2 separate regions of the Hordeum vulgare genome follow, and region 2 is linked to region 1. Evidence: chromatin contacts called from public Hi-C data. All regions are on one chromosome and are shown on one strand. The core of a region is the stretch at or near the end of the contact, and the rest is flanking DNA. Distances in the headings are between cores, read along the strand shown. Region 1 has its middle 120 kb from the start of LOC123449567. Region 2 holds the start of LOC123449567.

What was found. A called contact is a pair of places that touch in the nucleus more often than the background predicts.
Region 2: a contact with region 1 is called in a Hi-C map of leaf, with 2.7 times the contacts expected there. The contact joins the promoter of LOC123449567 here to the enhancer-like site in region 1. A contact is called at or near these places in 4 of 6 Hi-C or Micro-C datasets (leaf and seedling).

The regions. Positions count from the first base shown.
Region 1 is chr4H:565,174,898-565,180,259 of MorexV3_pseudomolecules_assembly, reverse strand. No RefSeq gene overlaps it. Among protein-coding and RNA genes, the nearest start is that of LOC123449567, 120 kb to the left of the region's middle. Within about 2 kb of position 2,614, at least 3 of the 3 cell types and tissues checked have open chromatin away from gene starts, as enhancers often do. A contact at or near this core is called in leaf and seedling, where this site is marked.
Region 2 is chr4H:565,295,005-565,300,366 of MorexV3_pseudomolecules_assembly, reverse strand. It overlaps LOC123449567, which reads left to right and starts at 2,216. Exons shown (of 5, transcript XM_045126832.1): 1 at 2,216-2,375. The coding sequence starts at 2,296.

The DNA of each region.
Region 1 (5,362 bases), core at 1,365-3,864:
AACTAGGGTTTGAGATGAGATGGTGATAGTGAATATATTGATGAAGGTTGGGCCTCGCACGAAGGAGGGAATGTTGTTGATGACGATGGCTTCGATTTCCCCCTATCGAAGGGAAGTTTCCCCCAACAAAATCGCTTCACTCGAGTGCAAAAGTGCTCCTACCCAGGACACAAAAGGCTTCCTCTTAGTTTTTGTAGGTCAAATAGCATATTATAGGAGAAGATGGGCCCCGGGACCGGCCAGGTGAGCCACGAGCCTGCATGAGGCGCCCGAGGGGGGGGGGGTAGGGCGCGCCACACGGGCTCGTAACTCTGTGGTGGGTCCCGTAAGGGTAATTACTTTGCGGGTATTTTTTGTATATTCCAAAATAATTCTCCATCAATTTTCAGATCATTTGGAGTCCCAAAGTATATCCAACTCTTCCATAGCCTTTTCCGGTCCAAAATTCCAACTCACGTGAGTCTCCCTCTTTGTATGAAACTTGCAAAATAAGAGACAAAAGCCATCAAGATTTCATAATAAAGTGAAATAATGATCACAAACACAATAAATATAAATAGGAAACACGATGCAAAAAGGATTTAGTAACTCCCCAAGCTTAGACCTCGTTTGTCCTCAAACAAAATCCGAACTCAATAATCATAGCCACGTGTTTAGGAATCAGAGAAAACTATCTACATGAAAAAGTTTCACATTTTCTGTAGCTTTTCAACTGTATATTATTTTCCCAATTCCGATAAAGTTTGTAAAAATTGTGGCCAAAAAATATTTTTGGCCATTTTTAAAACTAACTTAAAACCATAAGGAATTTGAAAAAAACAATCTACATATAAAAGTTTTGCATTTTTTCAAGATTTCCAATGCCATATCATTTGTTCCATCCCAACAAAGCATTGAGAAATTAACGCGAAATACAAACTCGGTACAACTTCTGCCGTTTTATAAATTATTTTTAAACTGTTAACAGTTAGAAGAAACTTTTTACACAGAAATATGCGCCTTTTCATAAGCTTTACAGCGCCATATCATTTGCGTAGATCGGACTAGCCATTTTTAAATTAACCCCGAAATACGAACCGGCCCGGCTATTCGATTTCAGAAATTCCTTTATTTTTGAAATTCCTCTTTAACCATAGGGAATTGGGAAAACTTTCCACGTATGAAATGAGCGGATTTGCAGCAGCTATCCAACGCCGTCTCATTTACCTCGTTTCGATATACAGTTTAGAAATAGGATAAAAATATGTTTCATATTTTTTTGTACGAACAAAAACTGTTTTAAAAACGGCTCTTAAACTGTGAACATTTTGATAAAATTTCAACCTAGTTTGTTACCAGGGTGTCCATAGCTTTTAAACGGTATATGGCAAGCTTTATTAGACATTTTTAACGAAAGTTCAACATAGCACCCGAGGAAGCTCAACCACTACTGTTATCCTAGGATCAAAATAATGTTTATGTATATATACACCATCATTGGATCATGTTTGACGGCTCATTTAAATTTAAATGCCTTTATTACTAGATAATTTTGCAGACTTTAATTATTTAACAATCTCATGCATGCATGTCACGTGATAAAAGGCAGGTCATTATATATACCATAGGAAATAAAACTTAACATTTATGGTATTCTTATATAGCATTTATTGATTTGTAGAATAAATTACTAGGCATGTAAATGTCGGTGTATGTACGTAACTTTATTTGTAGGTATATGCATACCTACGCATGTTTAAAATTTCATTAGTAGGTATATACATATTTGTGTATGTACATATTTTTTTTCACTAGCTACAAATTAGAATAAATCATTGTGTATATATATACCCTCATATTATTTTATTAGTAGGTATAACATATCCACATATGTATATAATTTCGTCAGTAGGTACACATATATATCCGCGTACGTATTTTTTTACTAGCTACGGAGTATAACCTAAAATAAATCATTAAAAATATATATCCACGTATGTACATAATTTCATTACTATATACTCCCTCCGTCCCAAAATAAGTGACTCAAAAGTGACTCTAATTTACACTAATTCTAATATAAAATTGAGTCATTTTTGAGTCATTTATTTTGGGACGGATGGAGTATTATATACCACGGGTATGTCGATGCATAATTTATTGATTTTAAATAATAAAAATATCATGAATACCTAATGAAATAATCAATGTCAGTGTATACATATATTTTCATTTAAGCATAAAAAGTTCATTTAACGATGAATTATATGTGTGTGTATGCATGTATACTTTGATCTGAAAAAGATACATGTAAATATGTATACCTCTTTTATTTTATTTTTTTATTCTCTTTCTGTCAACTAATATATGTTTTAATTCTTTCCAAATTAATAAATGTTAATGAATTCAATATAAGCTATTAAATGCTAGATGATCAAGCACCTAAGTACCCCAAACAATTTACCTATATAAATAAATAAATAAATAAATAAAATAAATTATCACATGGAACCACGTTAGAACTAGCTATCGCTTGTGCCTCGAGCTCCCGAACTGGGGCTGGCCATGGGCTACCCCCTACTCATTTTAGTGAACATACGTCCCAATGAAGGATAGAAATGGAATATGCTATTCGCCGCCCTCTACGAGAGTTGAGGCTTCGCACACCCCTCAGAGAATATTTGGACCGTCCAGTACGCTTACCCACCGGTTTTGGAAATCTTCTACGAGGTTCCTCATCCTTTTTTATTCTTTTATTCTTTTTTATGTTTCTGTTTCTTTTTTCTTTTTCGTTTCCATTTTTTCTAAGGTTATTTTATATTTTTAAAAATAATTTCATGTCCGAAAACTGTTTTTTCAATTCGAAAAACTGTTTTGCTTTTGAAACAAGATTCAAAATTTCAAATAGTTGTCATGTTTTAAAAATATTCAGAAAGTTTAAAAAATGTTCTAAATTTTCATAAAATGTTCGGTATTTAAAAGATATTTGGTAGTTTCAACGAATTCTCTAAATATTAAATTTTTAAAATAAGTTTGTGTCTGAAAATTGTATTTAAATTTCAGAAAATAATTTTGCTTTTAAAAATGTTCCAAATTTTAAAAAAAATCTTTTTTGAAACATTGTTCATAACAAGAAAAAAAGGTTTTGGTTTTTCCAAAAATGTTTCGCAAATTTGAAAAATGTTTTTTCTTTTTAAGAAAATGTTATAAATTTCAAATAGTTGTAATTTTGGGAAACATTCATAACTTTCAAAAATATTTGGGGTTTCAAAAAAGCTAGACGATGATCCGCGTGTTGTAGCGGGAACCTTGTTAAAAAATGTAAGGCTAAATTATAGAAGACTAAAATTAATGTAAAAACAAATACAAAACTTTCTGACATGACTTAATTCCCTAGGAAAAAATAAGGAACGAGTGGTATGTTTTGCATGAAGTGATATGGAAAAGGTAAATTATGACTCAATGCACCACTTGACGATGTGACGTTGTAGCTATTTAAGAATATAGGATGTTTGGTTTTTTAGAAAGATGTTCATTATTTTATGAAAACGTTAGGTATTTTCAAAAAATGTTTGAAATATCAAAATTTGGTTCAATTTTTAAACTAAGTTCATGTTCAAAAACAATTCTCAGAATTCAAAAAATTCTCTTGCTTTTAGAAAATGTTCCAAAATTTATAATTTTTGTCTTTCAAACATTGTTTATAAAATGAAAAATTGATTTGGATTTTCAAAAAATGTTTTTCAAATCGAAATATGTTTTTTCTATCGAACTTTTTTCTAAATTTCAAATAGTTGCCATTTTGCAAAAACATTCATAAATTTTAAAAAATGCTTTCTGGATTTTTTTAAACAATCGGTATTCTAGAAAATGTTTGGTATTTTCAAAAAATGTTTGAAATATCAAAATTTTGTTCAATTTTTAAAGTCAGTTTGTGTCTGATAATTTTGCTTAAATTTTGTAAATTGTTCTTGCTTTTAATTTCGTTTTGCAAATTTAAAAAAATTATCATTTTTCAAACTTGGTCACAAATTCGAAAAATATTCTGGAATTTCAAAATTTATTCTGGATTTTCTAAAATTGGTCTTCAAATTAGATTTTTTTTTCTTGAAATTCGAAAAAGAAGAAGAAAGGAAAGTAAAAACAAAAAAAGGAAATTAGCAGTTTTTTTAAGACAAAAAAAAAAGCTTAGCCGGCCCAGTCGGGCCAGCTCCTGTGCGTGTGAACGACTCATTGTTACAGGAACGTCTTATATAGATTTGTCTTAAAGAAGTCTATATACGATGACTACCAGAAGTGGAATGCAGTGCTAGCCCACAGCCAGCACTGCATGCCCACTCCACTCAAGTAACGATGGTTCTTCTTGAATCTTCACATAAAAATATGTCTATTTCTTTGAAGCCTCTTCTTTTGGAAAATAAGGAAACTCTTGTTCGCAATTACCAAATAAAATCTCCACATGCTTGTATTTTTTTTTTTGCTATGATAAATGTTTTTCATGTATTTTGTAAAAAATGTGTTTATCCCAAAATATAAGTGCATGTATAGAAAATAGTTTTTCGTCTAAATGTATTCAACGAATTTAACAAATATTTCAACTAAGATATATTTTAAGATGTTCCTATAATTTAAATAGTTATCATGCATTGTTTTAATGAGCTAGAAAATTTTCAATGTGTCCCCACAATATCGTCAGAAATTTGTGTGAATCTTCCTTCAAGAGGAAAAGTAACTTAAAAATAAACAGGAAAATAAATAATAACTAAGGAAAAGCAATAAAAATGGAAAATTTGGAAATAAACTAATAGCAAACCGCTGAAAACAAGGAACCAAACAAAAAAGAAATGCAAACTGTAAGACCCCGCCTTATATTGGCCTGCCCTTGTTATGGCTTATATAGGTGAGGAAAGACTATTACACGTATAATTGACAAATAAGGGGTGCTCCTATACGGCTCCGTTAGGGCAAAAAATGTGAATTGATGGGTGCCTGTCCTGCCATGCCGGCCCATATGCGGATCCGGACGCGCCGACTGTGGGCTGTTTTCCTCGAGAGCTTCTATACACCGCATTTTACGGCGACTAAATGAGCGAGCAACAGGAGTCGAACATGGGACCTCTAGGTCGAAGTGCGCCTTGCGTAACCATCTTGATTGACTACCAAAGGTGGAAGGTCACATGTGTGAATGTTAATGAACATAATAACAGCTGTAAAATTTAACAACACGAACCATAAGCCGCTGCAGATTCAAACTTTTCCTAAATTTTCAAACATGAATGTATGAAACGCAAATGTTATTTCAGAATAGTCAATATTTTTATGGGAAAAGGAAAAAATAAAATTGGAGAACATTTTTTGAAATACAAACAGTTTTGTGAAAATG
Region 2 (5,362 bases), core at 967-3,466, 120 kb before region 1:
ACCCCACCCCACCCAGATCGATCCATCAGCTCGCCGGCAACGCAGAATAATTCATGTACGATACGGGTAGTACTACGTACGTGCTTGCTCCTCAGAGGAAAACCTGCCAAAAAAAAAAACTACTACCACCACCACCGCGGTCCGGTACACCGCGCTTTTTTTTTTTGCCGGGGCGGGCCGGACCCCGGGCAAGATGGACAGGCACAGGCAGAGCGGTAGGGCTGTGGTGGTACGTACGTCCTGCAACGCTGATCGGCCGATGCAGGCAGGCATGGGCGCGGCGGGCTCTGAAACTCTCGGCTCTCAGGTGCGTGCGTCCTCTGGATGGCAGATCTTGGATGGAAATGCAACGGCTGGGCAGACGGATTCAATGGGGTTGGTCGCTCCTCTCGTCCTCCTCCCTGAATCTCGATGGGCTAGCATAGCATAGCATAGCATAGCATGCCCATGGCCGGGGGCGGGGCGTGGTCCTGCTGAGTGAGAAGGAACGTAGCGGGGAGGGATACATGCGTGCGTGAGCGCTCCCGCGTGGACCGGCAATAAAGGCGTGTACCGCCACCACGCCGCTACCACTCTGCTGTCCGTTTGCTCCGGCCTGCAGCTGCGGCTAGCTGCTCTCCTCTCCTCGCCTCGCCTGGCACTGGCAGCAGCAGCAGCAGCAGCTGATGGTGATGGTGATGGTGATGGTGATGGTGATGATGATGATGATACTAGCACGGGCACGGCCACCACACCGACGCCGTCTTGGACGGTAGCTCCATCCGTCCACGGAGGAGTGCGGTGAGTCATGTGTGTGTAGCACGTACGCACACGAGGTGTGACGAGGTCGCTGGCGTCTGGTCATGTGGCCTGGCTGGCGCCCAACTGGAGACTGGGTTCACGACGAAAAGGGTCTGGATTCATCTGGCCTTTTCGCTGCCCGCCGCCGTCTCCGTCCGTCTGTTGGAGGGATGGGGACGCGCGCACGCATGTACGTACGTACGTGTGGTGCGACGGCGGTTGGGTGGGTGGGTCGTTGCGCCGTGGCTCTTGCCCGGTCGCGCTCGCGTCGCACGCGGCTGCGGTCACCGGCGCCACGCTGGGCCGCGTTGAATCCTTCAGCCCGGAGCTCTCTCACACGAGGAAAAAAGAACGAGCTTTCACATGGGCTGCCCACGTAGCGGATCTGAGGCCCATCCTGCAAACTCTCTCAGGGCCGTGTGTGTTTGGTATCCGGGAGTCGTTAGTTAACGAGCGTTTTATTTAAAGCCTTCCAACGAGTATTCCAGCACGTCGTCACTTGGCGTGTTTACATCCGTTATTACGTCTAGTGCTCTGAACGCTTCCTACAAATTTTATTTTATATTTTATTTTTTCGCATGTATTTTTGGCTTTTTAGATTAGTTTTCTTGAGTTTTTGCTGTTTCGCAATACCATGGTCGTGCATCTCAAAAACGGGAAAACGTGTTTTCTGTTTTTGCAAGAGGTACGGTTTTGCTTTCGTGAAAGACACGATTTTACCTTTCGAAAAGAAAAAAAACGTATTTTCTGGGGGTTTTTTCGTGAGAGACACGATCGTGCCTCTCAAAAAGGAAACAAATGTGTTTTCTGTTTTCTTTTTTTGCGAGAGGTACAATTTTACTTTCGCGTGAGACATGGTTTTGTCTTTATGAGAGACACGCACGTGCCTCTCGAAAAGAAAAAAAACATTTTTTCGCGAGAGGCATGATTTTGCTTTCATGAAAGGCAAGGATTTGCCTTCATGAGAGGCACATCCATGCCTCTTGAAAAGGAAAAACTGCGTTTTCTGTTTTTGTTTCTATCTCGGAGGCATATATTTTTTGGTACGGTTTTTTTTATGAAAAAAAAGTTTATTAAAACCCATCAACATGGGATCTAGTTTTTAAGATCCCGACGCAATAAATCCAACGGCGAAAACGATTCGTAATTTGGACGCACGGTTTAAAAGATAAAACGTTTTAAAAAAACGAATCTACAGAAAAAAGATAAACTTTTAGGTTAAGACAAGTGGTACATATGCAATGCGTCATTTGTAACAACCTGAAGGGTAAAATCTTTCAAACGAATACTCCCTAATTAATGATTTCGTTCGTATCCAAACTACCCAGCAAGCTCCTAAAAGAATCTGGCCCATTTTAGCCCAGTTCAAGCCCACTCTCTCTACCCCACCCCCGCCTTCGGCCCCGGCGGAGAAGCGTCAGTGCGGCCGCGCCCAGATTGCTTCCGCCGTTGCTCTCCCTCTCCCGGCCTCTCTCTCTGCCCCTCTGCCCGCCAGTGGCGCTCTGTTTCGATCCTATGGCGCACCCCCACCCCCCACCCCCCAACCCTACCACGCTCTCCCCCAAAATGTCGCGATCTCCCGCTAGGGTTTCGCTGTAAGTTTCCCCTTCCTCCTTCGTACAATCTGGTGTTCTTGTAAATCGGCACTCTGCTTTTCTTATGGTGGTGGTAGAGATATATTTTGGCGCCTATGATTTGGTTTACTTTCGTGCTTAGTTCGCTAGAGCTACGCCTGTGCTTGCTGCCCGCAAATTGTCGATGCTGCTATGCTGCAGCTACCATTTCATCCAAATACTGTTGCTGCGCTTGTATAATTAATCCCATCCCATGCCTAGCTGCTTACGTGCTTGCGTTAATGCCCTATGTTGGTAGAGAGACCCTAATGATCAGGATGTTGATCATGGCCTATATTTATTAATAATGCTAGTAATAGAGAAAGGAACGGAGCCCCCAGACCGCTTCATAAATTTGATATAAGTCCAGTACAAAGAGTGAGATGGCCATGCTCGGAAATTGAAAAAGGTCTTCCTTGGTAATTGAATGGATCAAGTGCCTTTTCTAAACTCTGGGTGTGTCCACACAAACAAAGCATTCAGGAAACTTAATATGTCAGTTGCAGGGCCAGTTTGATTTTAATTGGTGCTTGCAAATGATTGCTTGATCCAACTTCAAAAAGACTTTCTTGTTGTATTAGCAAATTTGTATATGATCTGCCTTTTTGTTCGTTAGGGAATCATGTGTTGGTGCACCTTTAATGAGATATATAGTAGGAAGCGAAGACTAAATGATATATTCAGACTACCTACCTTTGTTAAACAAAAACTAAACGATATATTCAGATGGCCTAGTTTCTTTGTAACTAACATTACTGTGTGAATTCTGGTTCTGCAAGTGCTATGTGCTTTAACCTTAGAAATACTTAACTATGTTGCTCTACAGTCTAGATGCTGGGCTGGTACATTTAGCTCTATTTTACTTAAGAAGCTATACATTGGAGATTTAGCTACCGACTTGGAACGTCCCCTGACCTGCAGTAAGAAGCTACTGCGTTGGTAGATTCAGCTACTGAAACCTCCAGTGACCTGCAGTATAGATTGCATTTAACAGTGCTGTTGAACCTGCAGTATAGATCACGGGTTCAGGGAACTTCTTTCTTGTAAACAAATGTAAAGGTTCATTTACTAGTTATCCAATCATTGAGAATCAAGCTTCTCTGATTTTGAATCTGAATATGTGGTAGGTTTCGTGTAAAGGGGAGCTTGTTTGCATCCAGAGATACATTACGCTGTACATAGGCTGCAATGGATCCGTGGAGGCGATCCCTTTCCATCTAAAAACACATAGGCTGCAATTATCTCTCAGTTCACTCTCTTCTATTCTATTCAGCCTGTACTACCCACTCACAAAACAACATTTGGGACTACCAACGCCATGGCTACAGTATCCCTCTAAATAACACTTTTGTACTTGATAAATTACCAGAATGTAACTATCCCCCGTTTTCTGGAACCAACCATGTTCACATCTATGATCCATGACTAAAATTGCATTAGTAAACTGAAATGCATGGCTTACTTGGTGAAAATGATTCTTGAATTTAGATTCACCTGTTGAACTAATTCTCAATTTTGGACCTCTTGATACACATGAAACAAAATAGATTGAGATATAAATTATTGAAAGAACACACACTTATTTACTAATCAAGTATTTGAACATGTAAAATAGGTATACTGGTCGCACCAGAACCGAAAATTGTAGCCAAATACTTAAAAGATGTTTGCATATTGATCTCAGATGCAATTTTCTTGCTGATTTTAGAGCATAACGTTTACCAGGTGTTCAGTATGAACCCTAGTTCATTGTGTGAGTTACTATGTAATCTATTTACAATAGCAAAAAAAAAACTTAAATGGATGAGAGTCCTGGCTTCAATTATTTATGCCCCCCCCCCCCCTTTTTTTCTAGTATGTAAATGTTGGCAAAATAACAAAAATACTATTAGCATATATGGTGTCAGCACAGGTGCATACTTCATTTTTTTATCCATTCAGTTTTTTCTCTGAAAATTGTATGCGGTTGGAAAGAGTGGGATTTCTGCACACTGGTTTTTGTCAAGAACATGCACTTTTGCACGCTTCATTTTATCTGGTCCATCTTAGTTTTGATATGTGAGTTTATGATCATGTCGTTGGAGAAACTAACATTTGGAAAAATCAGATGATATCTTTGATAATGGGTTTGAAGGGAAGAACTATATGGAATATTCAGTGCTAGGAGTTTATGTGGTCATTCAACTTGTACCTATGAGACTATCACTATCATGGAAACAATGCTAAGCTGGAATTGGCTACCTGGACACAAAATTCTCTGATCAGAAAATTATTATCTTCATTAGGCTATGGTGATTCTCTTTATTGTCTTAACTAAGATTGCTGCTCCCTAGAGGAAGCACTACCTTATATCCATAGTATTCAACTCACAGTAGTTTATTTGGCTGAAACAGATACACATGGACCAAAGTTTAGGCATGAATATATGGTGGCTGCGATATGCATGGAAGATGGAATTATGGGAGTTGAAGCTTCAGCGTCTCTGTGTGCACTTCCAAACTTCCCTTTTGCAAACACTATTCCCGAAAATGTCTTCCCAGACTGGCATAATCAGCTTTGGTGGGTAACCTACACACTGTATTTCATGTTCTCCAGCCACTACTAGCACATGATTTTTCAACTTCATAGTACACGTCGGTGTGTTCTTACGTGCCTTTTGGGGGATTTCAATGCTACTCTATTTTCATCTTTGTCCAGTTCTGAATGGCTTTCACTTGAAACTCAATGCTAGTGTATAAATTTAGCCAATGGTGCCTGAACTATTAGATGTGCACTGTTAGTAGCTTTAGCCTTAGAATATTTATTTTAATTTCCTGTTTACCAACCGCCCACCCTAGTATAATCTAGCTTTCAATGATGAGCATGTTGAGACTCTGCAGGAAGATCTGGATTCTTTTCCTTGTTAACTGAAAACTAGTTGTATTGTATCCTTTCGGTTGTTGGGCACTGAGAGCACTGTCAGAACCTTA